Linked DNA regions of Mus musculus: all the other regions are linked to region 1. The links are chromatin contacts, called in public HiChIP or PLAC-seq maps. All regions are on one chromosome and are shown on one strand. The core of a region is the stretch at or near the end of the contact, and the rest is flanking DNA. Distances in the headings are between cores, read along the strand shown. Region 1 holds the start of Rfx4 (regulatory factor X, 4 (influences HLA class II expression)). Region 2 overlaps Rfx4 (regulatory factor X, 4 (influences HLA class II expression)). Region 3 overlaps Polr3b (polymerase (RNA) III (DNA directed) polypeptide B).

Region 1 (4,125 bases), core at 556-3,055:
AGTGCAATGCTAGCACCTTCTGCCTAAAATTCTCACCTGCCTTCTACAGATCACCTCTGCCCCACAGGTCAATGGATGCACCTGGCAGAGCTCCCCTTTGACCATGCACCCTGGCATTTTGTCCACAGGGCCAGTGAGGCTTCTAGAAAAAGACGCAGTCATTGATCTCTCACTTGGAACCCACGGGGTTGAGGAGATAGTAGTATTTATCCCCTTAGGCCGCTAAAGCTTTTCATCCACTGCTAGAGAGGGAAAGCTGTGTGCCTGGGGTTGGTGGCCGAGGGCTTCTGGGCACAAGATAGATAGTTGTGTGAGAGAGATAAGAGATAAGAGAGATAACCCGGGTTGGAATTTAGCAGCAGTTTGAGCAAGAAGGGGCAACACACAGAGGCCCGGTAGGGCCTGAGGAGAGCAACGGGGGAGAAACGTCGTTACTCCCATTTCACAGATAAGGAAGCTGAGGCCCAAAAAAGATGAAGGAATCTGCAGAGCCGGGATTCGAACCCTTCTGCCCGTCCGCGCTGCCCCTTCCCTGCATCTCGTGACCTTAACTCGGCACGTGCTAGTCCCTTGCCCCTCACCCACCATTGTCCCACTCGGCGCGGCTCGGGGGGCTACCCGGAGGCCCGAGGTGGGCAGGCCCGGGGTCGCGGGCAAGAAGCGCACCCGGCTCGGCGGGAGGGACTCGGGCGATCCGCCCCTGCGCCGCTGGCGCTGCCTCTGTCCATGGTCAAAGCAGCGGGGTAATCCGCCTTTCTCTTCCGCCCGCCGAGCCCATTCATATTCTAATCACAGCGCGGCCGGCCCGCGAGCGGCCACTTTCCCGGGGCCACGGGAGCCCCCCCTCCACCCCCACTTTCCACTTGCGGTCCACAGGCCCCGGCCCCCTCCCCCTCCCACACTTTCAACTGCGCCGGGGAGGGGTCCCTGGGAAAGCCTCATCCCCAGCTCTGACGCCGGGGCTTCTCACCAACTCCGTTGCTGGCTGTGGGGGACCGAGAGGGTGGCAGAGGGGGGAGCCGGGGGACATGGGAAGAGGGAGGGGCCCGGACGCAGACAGACTGACATACAGGGTTATGGGAAGAGGCGCGGGGGTGGGGGTGGGGGTGAGGGTCCCAGAGACCCAGGGAGAACGCAGAACTAGGGAGAGACAAAGAGACTGGCTGCCAAGGGAGAAACGGAGAGCGAGACAGCGAGGCACGCCGACCTGGAGAGACCCGTGGGGCGAGAGACAAGGGGTACAAAAGTTCTGGTTGACGCAAGCCAGCCTCTCACCCCCTCGCAGCCAAGCGGCCTTCTTGTCCCTCAGACTGGTTATGGGAACCTAAGGCTTCACTTTCCCCTTCCTCAACTTCTACTCCCACGCACGTCCGCGGATCTGCGTGGAAGAAACTCAAGACATACCCCCTCTGCACTACTCCCCGGCCCCTACTCAAAATCTAACTCAAGGCGAAAACGGGACGTGTCTCGAGGGGAGAAAAAAAGGAGTCGGGCCCACTCGTGGACGCACAGGAGACTCCTAGGGCTCGGGTACCTCTGCACCCCCCTTCATGGCTGCACCGCGCGGGGCCCGGGCGCGGGAGGACTGAAGAGGGGGGCAGATCTAAGCCAATTTTGATTTCGTCTATAATGAGTGCCGGGCTAAGGCTGGAGAAGGCCTCTGGAACTTTAAATAAGAAAAACGTTGCTAATGCTATAATAGAAGGGGGAAGTCGGAGGGCTGGGATTGCGTCGCTCTGAGCCCCCCTTTTCGGAGGCGGCTTTTCTTATTCAAAACAGGCCCACAATGGGCTTCACAGTGCGCCTCGCCACGGCCCCATCTGACGAGCGGCCATTCATCAGGCCCGCTGGCCTATCAATGACATTGCTCCCATCGGGGCTCCTATAAAATGATGTTTTTTCCCATGAAACATCCGCAAACATTTTGACGGGTTTGGCTTTGCCCGACTGGATTACTGAGTGTCCCCTCGCTCGCTCGCTCGCTCTCTCGCTCTCTCCTTCAGCTCTAGCTTCCTTCCTTCCCTCGCTTCTTCGCCTCTTTTCTTTCCACTAGTTCTTTCTTTTCCCCTTTTATCCTTTTGCCCTCTCACCCACCGTCTCCCCCTCTCTCTCTCGCTATCCCTTCCTTCCTTATTTCTTCCCTCCCTTCCTCCCTGGGCATCTCTAGCACAGGGGATCCCCAAATATCAGGACTTTTGGGGGGCGTCTGTGCTGTCCATGGGAAGAGCATGCATTGTGGGTTACTGGAGGAACCCGACATGGATTCCACAGGTTAGTCCTGGTGGGACTTGGAGGGGGGTCATTGGAGGGGGGAGGAAGGAGAAGGGACAGGGCGGGGGTCACTTCAGAAAGAGTTGCAGAAAGTTCAGGCGGGGCAACCTGACAGTGGGATCCCAGGAGAGGAGGAGAGCGTGCAGAAGTTTTCGGTCCAGCGCTAAGTGTGTAAGTGGATGCATGGAAGTGTGTGTGAGTGTAAATGCGTGTGTGCGCGTGCGCGCACTCTGAGGCGCGCGCTTTCACTTGGACATAAAGTTGCATAAAGATGCTCGCTGGCTCGCGGCGAGCTCGAGGTGTTTATGCTACTTGCAAGAGCTTTGCGAGCAAGCCGCCCCGCCCGGACCCGGCGGCGGCCCTGGCTTTGGCTAGGGTAGTGGTATGCTTAGGATCTGGGGTGAGGGCCCCGAACGCTCCAAAGGCGGAGGAGGGCGACGGCGTACCGCGTCTCACCGCGCACTGGAGGCTCTTGCTTCTGGAATCTCGCTGCAGGGAGGGAGTGGCGGCGGCGAACCCGGTGGTCCTGGGGCTTTAGTAGCTTTGGGCTAGGAGAGATGGGCCCCTAGGACTGTAGTCTCCCGGCCGCGAAGACGCGACTCACTAGCCTCTCCACAGTGAGGCTGTAACCTTGCAAAAGGGGGGTGGGGGGAGCAGAATGCAGAACATATGAAGAGGCCTGACACTGAGTTTTGTGAACCGGCCTGTAGTTTGAGGGCTGTGTGGTGGACATCAGGCACTAGGGTCGCCACGGTTCACAAGGGAACACACGGAATCTCTTACAACGAAAATGCCCAGCATCTTCTCCAGGCGATCCGTTGGTCAACTTCTACGCCTAGCATCTTTGGGGACCCGCCGCACTTCAAATTCTGTTATTTTTTTCTATGTCCTTTCCATGTAGTGGTTCTCAAAAAAACTTTACTCTCTCCGTTAGGCTCAGTCTCTCCACCAGGCCACTCCAATCCCTGCTGGGCCGCAGCTTTGGAATTTTGAGGGGTGGTAAGACCACAGCCTGGGCATAGGCAGCAGCTTGACTGAAACCTGAGAGAATGTGAGGGCATTGCAGCTGAGCAACAAGTGCCTGCTGGCCTCAGCTGTGCCCTGACACACATTAACTTACTTGCAAATAACACCACAGTCAACTCTGCCCCCACTCCACCCACCCCTAGGGCAGGTTGTAAAAAGATTAAGCTATCTAGATATCTTCCCAGACCTTGTTCTTCTGTACTGGGAGGAAAGTTCCAGGCCTCTCTTGGCCTACATTGCAGACCTGGTGGCTGAGACCGCTGGCCCAGGGGTATCTGCGGCATTCCAGGGTACGTTTTTTTTTCTGTCTCCGGTACAGTTAAACTCTCACGCTTTCCTGGGTGTCAGTGAGCTCCTGAGCATAGCCGAAGCCCGAGCTTCTAAAGTCCAGCTTAGTTAGCGGGTGAGCACCTGCGGGGAGGCTAGAAGCGGTCTTCTCTGGAGAGCGGCACCCGGCTTAGGCCCGGTTGGGGTCTGTCTTCTGCACACGCTAGCAGTCCTGGTTCTGGAGAAGGAAGGGCCTTTGCTTCAATATTCTTTTAACTCAAGGAAAACCTCCTAAGAGCCACGGCTCGAAAAGTGAATGGATTTAACCAGATTAAGCCCATTTGTACAGAATTAGCGGTCGAGTATTTTCAAGGGGTCTGTACACGGTGTCGGGGGCCTTCCTCATATCCCAAAGCTGGCATGTCCTAAATGAGATATTACTTGATCCCTCCACAGGACTAGAGTCCTTTGGGTGTTTGGTGAGGGGAGTCTTAGAATTGTGGACACTTTCGAGGTTTATCAGGTGGTTGGGTGAGCACGGACCACTTCCATCCCAACTGC
Region 2 (4,125 bases), core at 1,086-3,585, 120 kb after region 1:
ACCACACCACACCATACAACACACACTATGCAAACACTTTTTTCTGGACTCTGTACTGAGTCCACCTCTGTGGAGTCATCCACAACCTCACTTGCTGTTGTCCCTGAGGCCACAGGGACATCAGGAAGGCATCTGTAGGGGGTGGGACACAACACTGTTAGACTTTTCTGACAGCAAGAGAGCACTGAAGGAATGCTAAAGGTGGAGTAGCGAAGCAGCCCCTGTGAAGGTGAGGTTTGCTGACAGAGAGACCTGCCAGCATTTAAGGAAGTATGGGGGCAGTGGCCAAGCACGCTTCATCAGGTGACCCCAGTGTCTGCCATTCCATGGAGGTGTCCTGCAGAACTCCACCAGCTGTGGTTGATCTAAGATGGGTACAGACAGGTCTGGGAGGTTAAGCCTTTGCAAACAGTGGGACTGACACACCAGGGTTCTGTTCTGCTTCTCATTTAAGATTGACTTGTGATGTTTGATTAATATTTCTTCAGCAATGCACTCTGGCCCACTCTCTAGAAGAGGGCTTTTGTGCTTGCTTCCCTTCTTTTCCTGTCCTTGCTTACTACCCTCCACTGGGATGGTGCTTGGGATCCATCTCCAGGTCCTGGCTCTGAAGGTAGAAACCTGGTCCCCAGCTCAGTTAGGATATTATGCTACCTTTAGGGCACAGTTGCCTGCTTTTCAGTAGAGAAGCAGTGTGTCTGGTCATCCACATTGTCCATAGAAAGACATCACCTGGATATTCAAGAGTCTAAACCACTGGCCTCTGTTTTCCTGGTGTCTCTACCAGGGGCGTTGGGAACGTTTCTGGGTGATTGCTCCTAGGCTGACTTTCTGCAAGTGTAAACATGATCCCACTTTTTACAACTTCAGATTAAGCCAATCAACCCTCAGCATCTTCTGGGGTTTTGATCTGACACTTTTCCTTCTACCTTTTTATGAACCTGGCACCATTCCCAAGGCGTGTCATACAGCGAGGCGCCACTGAGGTGCCACTGAGGCCGAAGGCAGGCACATTCTTTAGGAAAGGCCGTTGGTCCCGCTCAGAGAGGCCTTCTCTTGGCCAATCTCTTCCTCGTCTACCCTGGGGTTCTCTGAGCCTCCCCATGCTTTGGCTACAGATAGAAACTCTCTTTGAGCAGAGTATGGAAGTGCTCTGGTCACTGCTCCCTGGGCAGTGCCATCAGATGTGGCATTTTGATGGCTTGCAGCCCATGGTGGTTAGTGTTAGCACATGTTACTCATAGCTCTGGAAAGATCATTTGTGTGTAATTGCCTTCTCGTGTGTGACTGTTTTTGCTTAGGCATATGGCTGAGTGGTATCTTGACATCTTTCTTTCATTGCTTCAAAAGCAAAGATTAGGCCGTTTTCCACACAAGCACATGCATGTACATGCATGTACATGCACAGAGCGAGCAGCACGCTCCCCTCCTCCCTTCTCCCTTACTCTTGCTTGTGCTGGTGCATGGAATATGCATACCACTAACCACCTCCATCACACAGGAAAGGCAGGGGTTTCTGTTGGTGTTGCTTGAATTTGCAGGTCAGCTGCTTTGGCTGAGTTAATAATCAATGTGAAAATGGAAGCCTGGACAAAACAATTGTGGTTTATCAATACCTTGAATTTCTTCCTGAAATGTATGACTCTTTAAAAATGGGTTAGGTGGGCTTATTTCCTTTCTAGTCACACTGTTTTGAGATATGCTGGAAACTCAAGTAAATGGCAAATATGCATATACATGTATATGGATATACATATACATATGAATATGTATAAAATTTTGATCACAGTCACCCAGACAGACTCAGACAACTTTATTTTATCTACTCAACAATGAGGCTTTTATATTTTGAATTAAGATTTTTTTTTAATTGAAAGTGATGAGAGAAAAGAATAATCATTACTGTTGCAAATACTAACAGATGCCAGGAGCAGTGAGCAGTATCTTATAAGTGAGAGGACAAATATCGCCAACCTAGAAAGGGTAAGGGCACAGAAAGGTGTATTCAGTTACACACACACACACACACACACACACACACACACACACACACACAGACACACGGGGAAGAGAGAGACGTTAACCTGATTTCACTCTTACGGTATTTTCCTCGGCCTTGAGTGGGTTGAAACAATGCCTGCCTCTAAGTCCATTCAGCAGATTCTGAAATGGTCCAGCTCATCTGACTCATTGTTGAGTTTTGCAGCTTGGGGCGACAGGCAAGTTGAAAGAATGTGCGGCAGACAAAAGCCCAGCTCCCCCTTTCTGCCTGTATGTGTCAAAGCCCCAGTTGGTGGCTGTGTTTGGGTCATGCGTTCGCTGTATGAAAACAGCTAATTAGGAAAAAGAGCCCTCTGTTCCCTGGCCCCCTCCCCAGCTGCAGGGGCCGGCTCTATGTATCTTATAACTCCTGCGCGGTCCTCAGCATGAGGAATGGTGTGCCATTCGTTACAAGTGCCAGCTTGGCAGGCTGGCCGCCACGGTGATCTTGGTAAATACCTCAAAGGACCCTGGTAGACTCTACCTCCTCAGAGCAACCCGTTTGGAAGATACTTTCTTCTCCTTGGTGGCTTCTCACTGCTGTCCTCCCAATGCCTTTTCTCTGGGTCTGTCTTTTGATCCAGAGTAGCCAGAATTTTCTGCTGTAAAGAGTGACTCCGGAAGAAGTTCTCAAAGATAACTGGTGACAAACTTTGGTCCTGGTGCTGTTTACCAAATGAAGGCTTCTGTCTCAAAAACTACTCCTCCATAGTCAACTGATCTGATTTCCGTTCAGGGTACACCTGAGTCTCTCTTTCACCAAATGCCTATTTATTTCACCATTGTGAACATCTGAAAAGTAACAGTAGTTTCTGCTCTAGAGCAAAACTAAACAAGACAGCCGTCAGGGCAGAGCTGGGCATCCTTCCATGTGTCACTTTTTTGCAGGCTTGTTTTATTGTCCAGCATCAAAGGCCACCCTCCTGGGCCAAGGCTGGGAGGCCCCGTGTGATCTGTCAGGGACTTAGACCTGGTCACTGCTCCTGGACACAGGACCTGGACCTGGACCTGGTCACCGTGATAGGATCTTCCAAACTGCTTCTCTACACTCAGGAATTCTGGCTTCCCATCATCCAGAGCCTGCTAAACTTTAGGACCCTAGGTTGCCACTGTTGCTCGGGCCCTCTTCAAGCCCTGAGAACGTGAATTTCTGTCCCTGGTCTAGGCCCAGAGAGAAGGAGGACTTGCAAGAGATTCAGTTTTCCCAGGGAGAGGGCATCCTTCTCAGCTCAGGTGTGTGCTCTTCCCAATAAATCACCTGCCTTTCCCAGCTCAATACCGGTGGGAACTACTAAATCATATTTATGGAGAGCCTAATAGATTTTAGACATTATATTAGCATCTTTTTCCTATTACTGCCTCCAGTATGTCAGGCTAGGAAGCTGGGGTAGAATTTAATAAGGACTTCCCTAGAATTAGGTCTATAATAAGGCAAACAGTAGCCAACAATAGTTATTTTAACAAACATTCAGCAAATCTATAACTTTAACTCTTCAAGGCAGTCGGACAGAGGTTCCCTCCCCGTGGGTGGGAAGGGAGCTTGTTGGATCTCTTCACCCAAGCTCAAGGAGGCAGCATGGCAGAGCTGCAGCATGACAGAGCTGGTTCAAACCCAGACCCATCTGCCTCACCATAAAGCCCACACTCATTCTAACCACTGCCACCCAGACTCACAAGGATGGCACCAAAAAGCCAGATAACATCATTTTATCCACAATCATGGTTTTCAATTTTTGAATGAAGATTATTTTAAAATTTAAATCGATGAGAGAAAAGAATACTCACTAGACTGCTGCAAATCCTAACAGATGCCGAAAACAGTGGAGCGGCATCTTATAAGTGCTGAGGACAAGTATCACCAACTTAGTAAGAGTGAGGGTGAGATAAAGGCGCATTCCGTTATTTAAAGACCAGGAGAACTTGGCACCCACAAACACACATCAAAAAGGATGTACTTAAGCAAGAAGGAAAGGAAAGCCAAGGACACGCTGGCGCCTGAGAAACAACAGTTTTCTGATTATCACTGCTACGTAACAAATTGCCCCAGAGCAGAGAGGCCCATAGCAGCCATCTCATCATCTGGAC
Region 3 (4,125 bases), core at 473-2,972, 70 kb before region 1:
ACAGTCATGAACCTGTCCTGTTCTTGCAGGTACTCTTGAGTCTCCTACAACTAGTTTCCAAACCCATTTCTTTCCCCTTCTGGTTTATCCATACATCATGTATCTGAGCATCATATATCCACTGAGCAAGACCTGGCAGTCAGATGTCGGGGAAGGAGCCTGAAAACAGACAGGGTCAGACAGAGCTTTCTGCTTACAGGGTATCAGTGCAGCGGGAGAGTCTGCCAGATTACACGAGTAGCTGGGATCTGGGAATTAAGGGAGAGAGAGAGTGTTGGTGTAGGTGGAACTGCACCAAGTCTCAAAAGGGAAGCAGCTTTCAAAGAGGAAACAGGAGCTAGCATCTCACGGGACTCTTGATGCTTGGTGTATCTCTGTGGTAAGAAGATGTAGCGATGTGGTAGAGAATATGTGCTACATGGAGGCAGGTGCAATGCATGAAGCCGAGTCAAAGATCCACCCCATAGACAAGTTTGACTTACAGACTTGTTGAAAATGTTGTTCAGATCCTAGTGAACTTAATGAATCGTCATTCCCAATAAGAGTGTCATTTCTAATCTCAAGGGCTACAGGAGCTGCACTTTCAAGCATTGTGAACCAACAGTAGAGGGGAAGGGTCTGCATTGCCACGTTCAGCCTCTGTCCCTCTTCCCACTGCAGCTGGCCATTAAGAAATCCTGCTACCTCGCTACAGGCAGGAAGTACAGATATTTCTTCCTGAGCTTCATGTGCCCTTTGGCTGGCTATGGAGAGACAGAAAACATTTTATCCTGCCACCGTTTACCTGAGTGGTGTAAGGCCTGGACAGTTGGGAGTAATTCCCAGTAGGAAAGCTGAGCAGTGGCTCATCAGTTTGGCTTGCTATTCATCCTCGGCAGTGTGGGCCGGGGTCCTGCCTGTGCTCCTGACTTGCTAACAAGTTGAAATATACAGTACTGCACCCTATGTGCCATGAAAGGGCTATCACTTCTTTTGGGTTTACCAAACCATTTTGTTTGATGATGTGAATCCCCACTGAAACAATGCACCTTTTGTGTGCAGCCTTCGGCAGAATTAACAAGGCCAATCACTGTATGACTAATGCCACTCATTTTGTTTGAAAATGCAAACAGAAGCACTGGCCATCCTCAGCGTGTGAAACTGCTTTAAAAATAAACGATAGAGTTAAAAGAAGAAAAAATATTTTTATCACAACCCTTCCCACCCCAAAAAATAAAAACCCAACCTTTATTTTATGGCCCCACACGTCTGAAGCCAGTTGGGTTAGCTACCACACACAGTTAAGCAGGATCAGTGTGCACAGAAAGCCAATTCAGTGTCTGTAGAGTTCTTTTGTAGTCTTCTGTGTGAAGGTTTTTTTCCTCGTTTTGTTGTGAGTGTCATTTGCAATTCATTGTCTGTGTTTTCTGAGGTTGGTGTATTCAGCTGCTCTGACCCTGGGTCCTGCACATTTAGCTCCTTGGATACAATCCTCTGACGTTACTGCTGACGCTTGCAAGACAAAAGCCACTGAATATCTTAAGTCATTAAAAAAAAAAAAGCCTTTGTTACTGTTTGTTATTATAAAGCACACCTGACTAGGAAGGAAATCGTAGAGAAGTCATTTAAAGTTGGCACATGCGTGGGCGCACTTCCCTTTGGACACTAAAATAGCTGCAGGAGTACCGTGTAAGATCTGTGTGAAAGACAGGAAAAAGGCCAGGGATAGAGCCAGAGCAGAGACCCAGGTCTGAGGCAAGCCCCGCCCTTTGAGCAGGACTGCACTAGATCCTTTGAGCTCCCTGAGTCCCGACAGCGGGGAACTAAAGGCACTTTAAAGAGGATACATTGCTGAGACTCTTAATCTCAGAGTCTGTGTGGATTTTCCAGTCATGGTTTACTTGTTCGTCTGTTAGTCTGTGCAGAAAGTGAAGGAAGCGGAGGTAAATATTCCAGCCAACCTAGAAGAGGTGCTGTGTCTAACCTCTTTCCCCTTTGATACCAACCCCTTCCTAGTCTCCATCAGAGTGAAACAGCTCTTTTTCTGTTGCCACAAAGAGCTTCACTAAGACCAGTGTGGACCACAGGACCTCAAAGCCTCGCCTCACACATCAGACTAATCCAGCAAGCTGCCTGCAAAGGTGCTTCTTAAATCACAGACACTTTACGAATATAGTTATGAATAAAAGTTCAAGTCCCCCTCAGCACCTCTCACTTCTGCATGTGCTGTAGATGTGGTGACATGGCTCAGAATAGTAAGTCAGATAGACAGCTGGCACCGGTCAGTCTCCAGGCCATGAGCACTGGCTGTGTGCTGGGGCTGCACTGTGAGCTGGCAAGGCTGAGCTCAGAGTCTCCCTCGCATCCTGTCTGTTTTACTAGCTGGCCATCCTCTAGAGGAACACTTTCTCTTCTTTAAAGGATCACTCAGTTGCTATCAGCAAGTTAATGAATATGCATCACGGACCTCCTCCAGCCCTCCCCGCTTCAGCCCCAAATTGCTGAGATTTGAAAAAGAAAACATCTTAGGAGCTGGGACAGCTTCTGGCTTTGTCTTCACAGAGTCTGTTTCTAAGCAGACCATTTCTTCCTGTGTTTAAACTGGAGTAGGATGTCCTGGAATTGAGATGTTTAAAGCACATAGTGTTCAAGAATCCCCATAAAGTTTTGTTAAGTCCAGGCCTCTACCCCACTGTTTTGCAGATCTATTCTTTATTTGTTTAGGAATTTTAAAAAATGGGGGGGAAAGACTTAGCCAATTCTTGATGAGAACTGTTTTTTTTTTTTTAAAGATTTATTTATTTATTATATGTAAGTACACTGTAGTTGTCTTCAGATACACCGGAAGAGGGCACCAGATCTCATTACAGGTGGTTGTGAGCCACCATGTGGTTGCTGGGATTTGAACTTCGGACCTTCGGAAGAGCAGTCGGGTGCCCTTACCCACTGAGCCATCTCACCAGCCCCGATGAGAACTGTTTTTAATCTATTGCTTTGTGTTTGTTTGTTTGTTTGTTTGAATTACTCTAGCTGTTGTAGGCGTGTCCCTGTGGTAGTTCCTGAGATTGAAATACTTCAGTCTTATCTGAGGTCTCCCTGAGCTCAAAGCCCGCTTTGCTAGTCACTCAGGTGGATGAAGTTGCTATACATGCAGCTGCTGCGGGCTACAGCCCGAGTGGCTTAGGTGTACTGCATGGTGACACTGCCTGAGTCACATGCCTGCCTGCCTGCCTGCAGTGCCACTTTCTGAGTACCTGCAGAGGAAGGGGTGTTGCTGGGCATTAGCCCCCAGGGCTTCATTTCCTGCTATCCTGCTCTACTGCTGACCTGTTCCCCCACCTCCCAAGTTTTACACGCATGCATGTGTTTCTTTAAGCATGATAGCAATCCTGTAAGCCTGTGCTTTTCTTTCTGACAAGAAAGCTGAGTGGTTGAGTAGCTTAAACATTGTATCTTATGGAATCTCTTGTAAGACTTATTGAAGTTCTTCTCTACTAAGAACTCCCTTCCTGCCCACATTTCCTGAACTTTTGGGGAGTGTAATCAGGCTAGCTTCTCTGCTACCTTATAGATTATAAACTCATTGAAGATAGGAACTTTCTTTAGTGTTGTATCCTTGTACCTAGTGGTATGATAAATACTTAGTAAATGTTTCTGAAGAAATGAATAACTGGATGGATGGGTGAATGAGTGAGTGTCTCTGTAGTCTAGAGCTGAGTTAGGTGGCACAGGTCTTTAATTCCAGCACTTGGGAGGAAGAGTCAGATGGATCTCTGTGAGTTCTAGGCTAGCCAGGGCTATATAGTGACATTTTGACTCAAAACCAATTAACAAAATCCAGCATCAACCTCTGGCCTCCATACACACATATGTACATGTATAACTACACACAATATGCACACACACACACACACACACACACACACACACACACGGAGTAAGAGAATTTTACACTAAAGAAGAGTAAGCTGAAGAAATAATACAACCTGAATCTGACTTGTTATAAAACTACAACAATAAAGAAAATGTGATATTGATTCAAGGGTGAACATGTGAGTGAATGGAACAGAATTAACAATTGAGAAAAACATGTATGCCTTTATAGGCAGTTGATTCTCTCTTTCTCTGCCCCCCCCTCCCCCCTGG

Evidence for each region. HiChIP or PLAC-seq counts read pairs in DNA pulled down with a chosen protein or histone mark.
Region 2: a contact with region 1 is called in an H3K27ac HiChIP or PLAC-seq map of embryonic brain, with 7 times the contacts expected there. The contact joins the enhancer-like site here to the promoter of Rfx4 in region 1. A contact is called at or near these places in 3 of 39 promoter capture datasets (HPC-7-derived erythroid cells and liver), 1 of 484 Hi-C or Micro-C datasets (adipose-derived mesenchymal stem cells), 11 of 115 datasets of contacts at active chromatin or transcription factors (embryonic brain, embryonic forebrain, embryonic hindbrain and 6 more) and 4 of 9 other capture datasets (adipose tissue, embryonic stem cells, liver and 1 more).
Region 3: a contact with region 1 is called in an H3K4me3 HiChIP or PLAC-seq map of neural progenitor cells, with 6 times the contacts expected there. The contact joins the enhancer-like site here to the promoter of Rfx4 in region 1. A contact is called at or near these places in 2 of 39 promoter capture datasets (the C10 cell line and macrophages), 3 of 484 Hi-C or Micro-C datasets (stem cell-derived motor neurons, stem cell-derived neural progenitor cells and stem cell-derived neural stem cells), 12 of 115 datasets of contacts at active chromatin or transcription factors (astrocytes, differentiating embryonic stem cells, embryonic hindbrain and 7 more) and 1 of 9 other capture datasets (adipose tissue).

The regions. Positions count from the first base shown.
Region 1 is chr10:84,754,243-84,758,367 of GRCm38.p6, forward strand. Rfx4 (regulatory factor X, 4 (influences HLA class II expression)) reads left to right here and starts at 1,806. Exons shown (of 18, transcript NM_001024918.1): 1 at 1,806-2,271. The coding sequence starts at 2,229.
Region 2 is chr10:84,869,191-84,873,315 of GRCm38.p6, forward strand. All of the region lies in intron 13 of Rfx4 (regulatory factor X, 4 (influences HLA class II expression)), which reads left to right. Among named protein-coding and RNA genes, the nearest start is that of Gm40728, 8.0 kb to the left of the region's middle. Within about 2 kb of position 2,336, at least 11 of the 459 cell types and tissues checked have an H3K27ac peak or open chromatin away from gene starts, as enhancers often do. A contact at or near this core is called in embryonic brain, where this site is marked.
Region 3 is chr10:84,684,694-84,688,818 of GRCm38.p6, forward strand. All of the region lies in intron 19 of Polr3b (polymerase (RNA) III (DNA directed) polypeptide B), which reads left to right. Among named protein-coding and RNA genes, the nearest start is that of Gm17249, 64 kb to the left of the region's middle. Within about 2 kb of position 1,723, at least 69 of the 459 cell types and tissues checked have an H3K27ac peak or open chromatin away from gene starts, as enhancers often do. A contact at or near this core is called in adipose tissue, astrocytes, differentiating embryonic stem cells and 6 more, where this site is marked.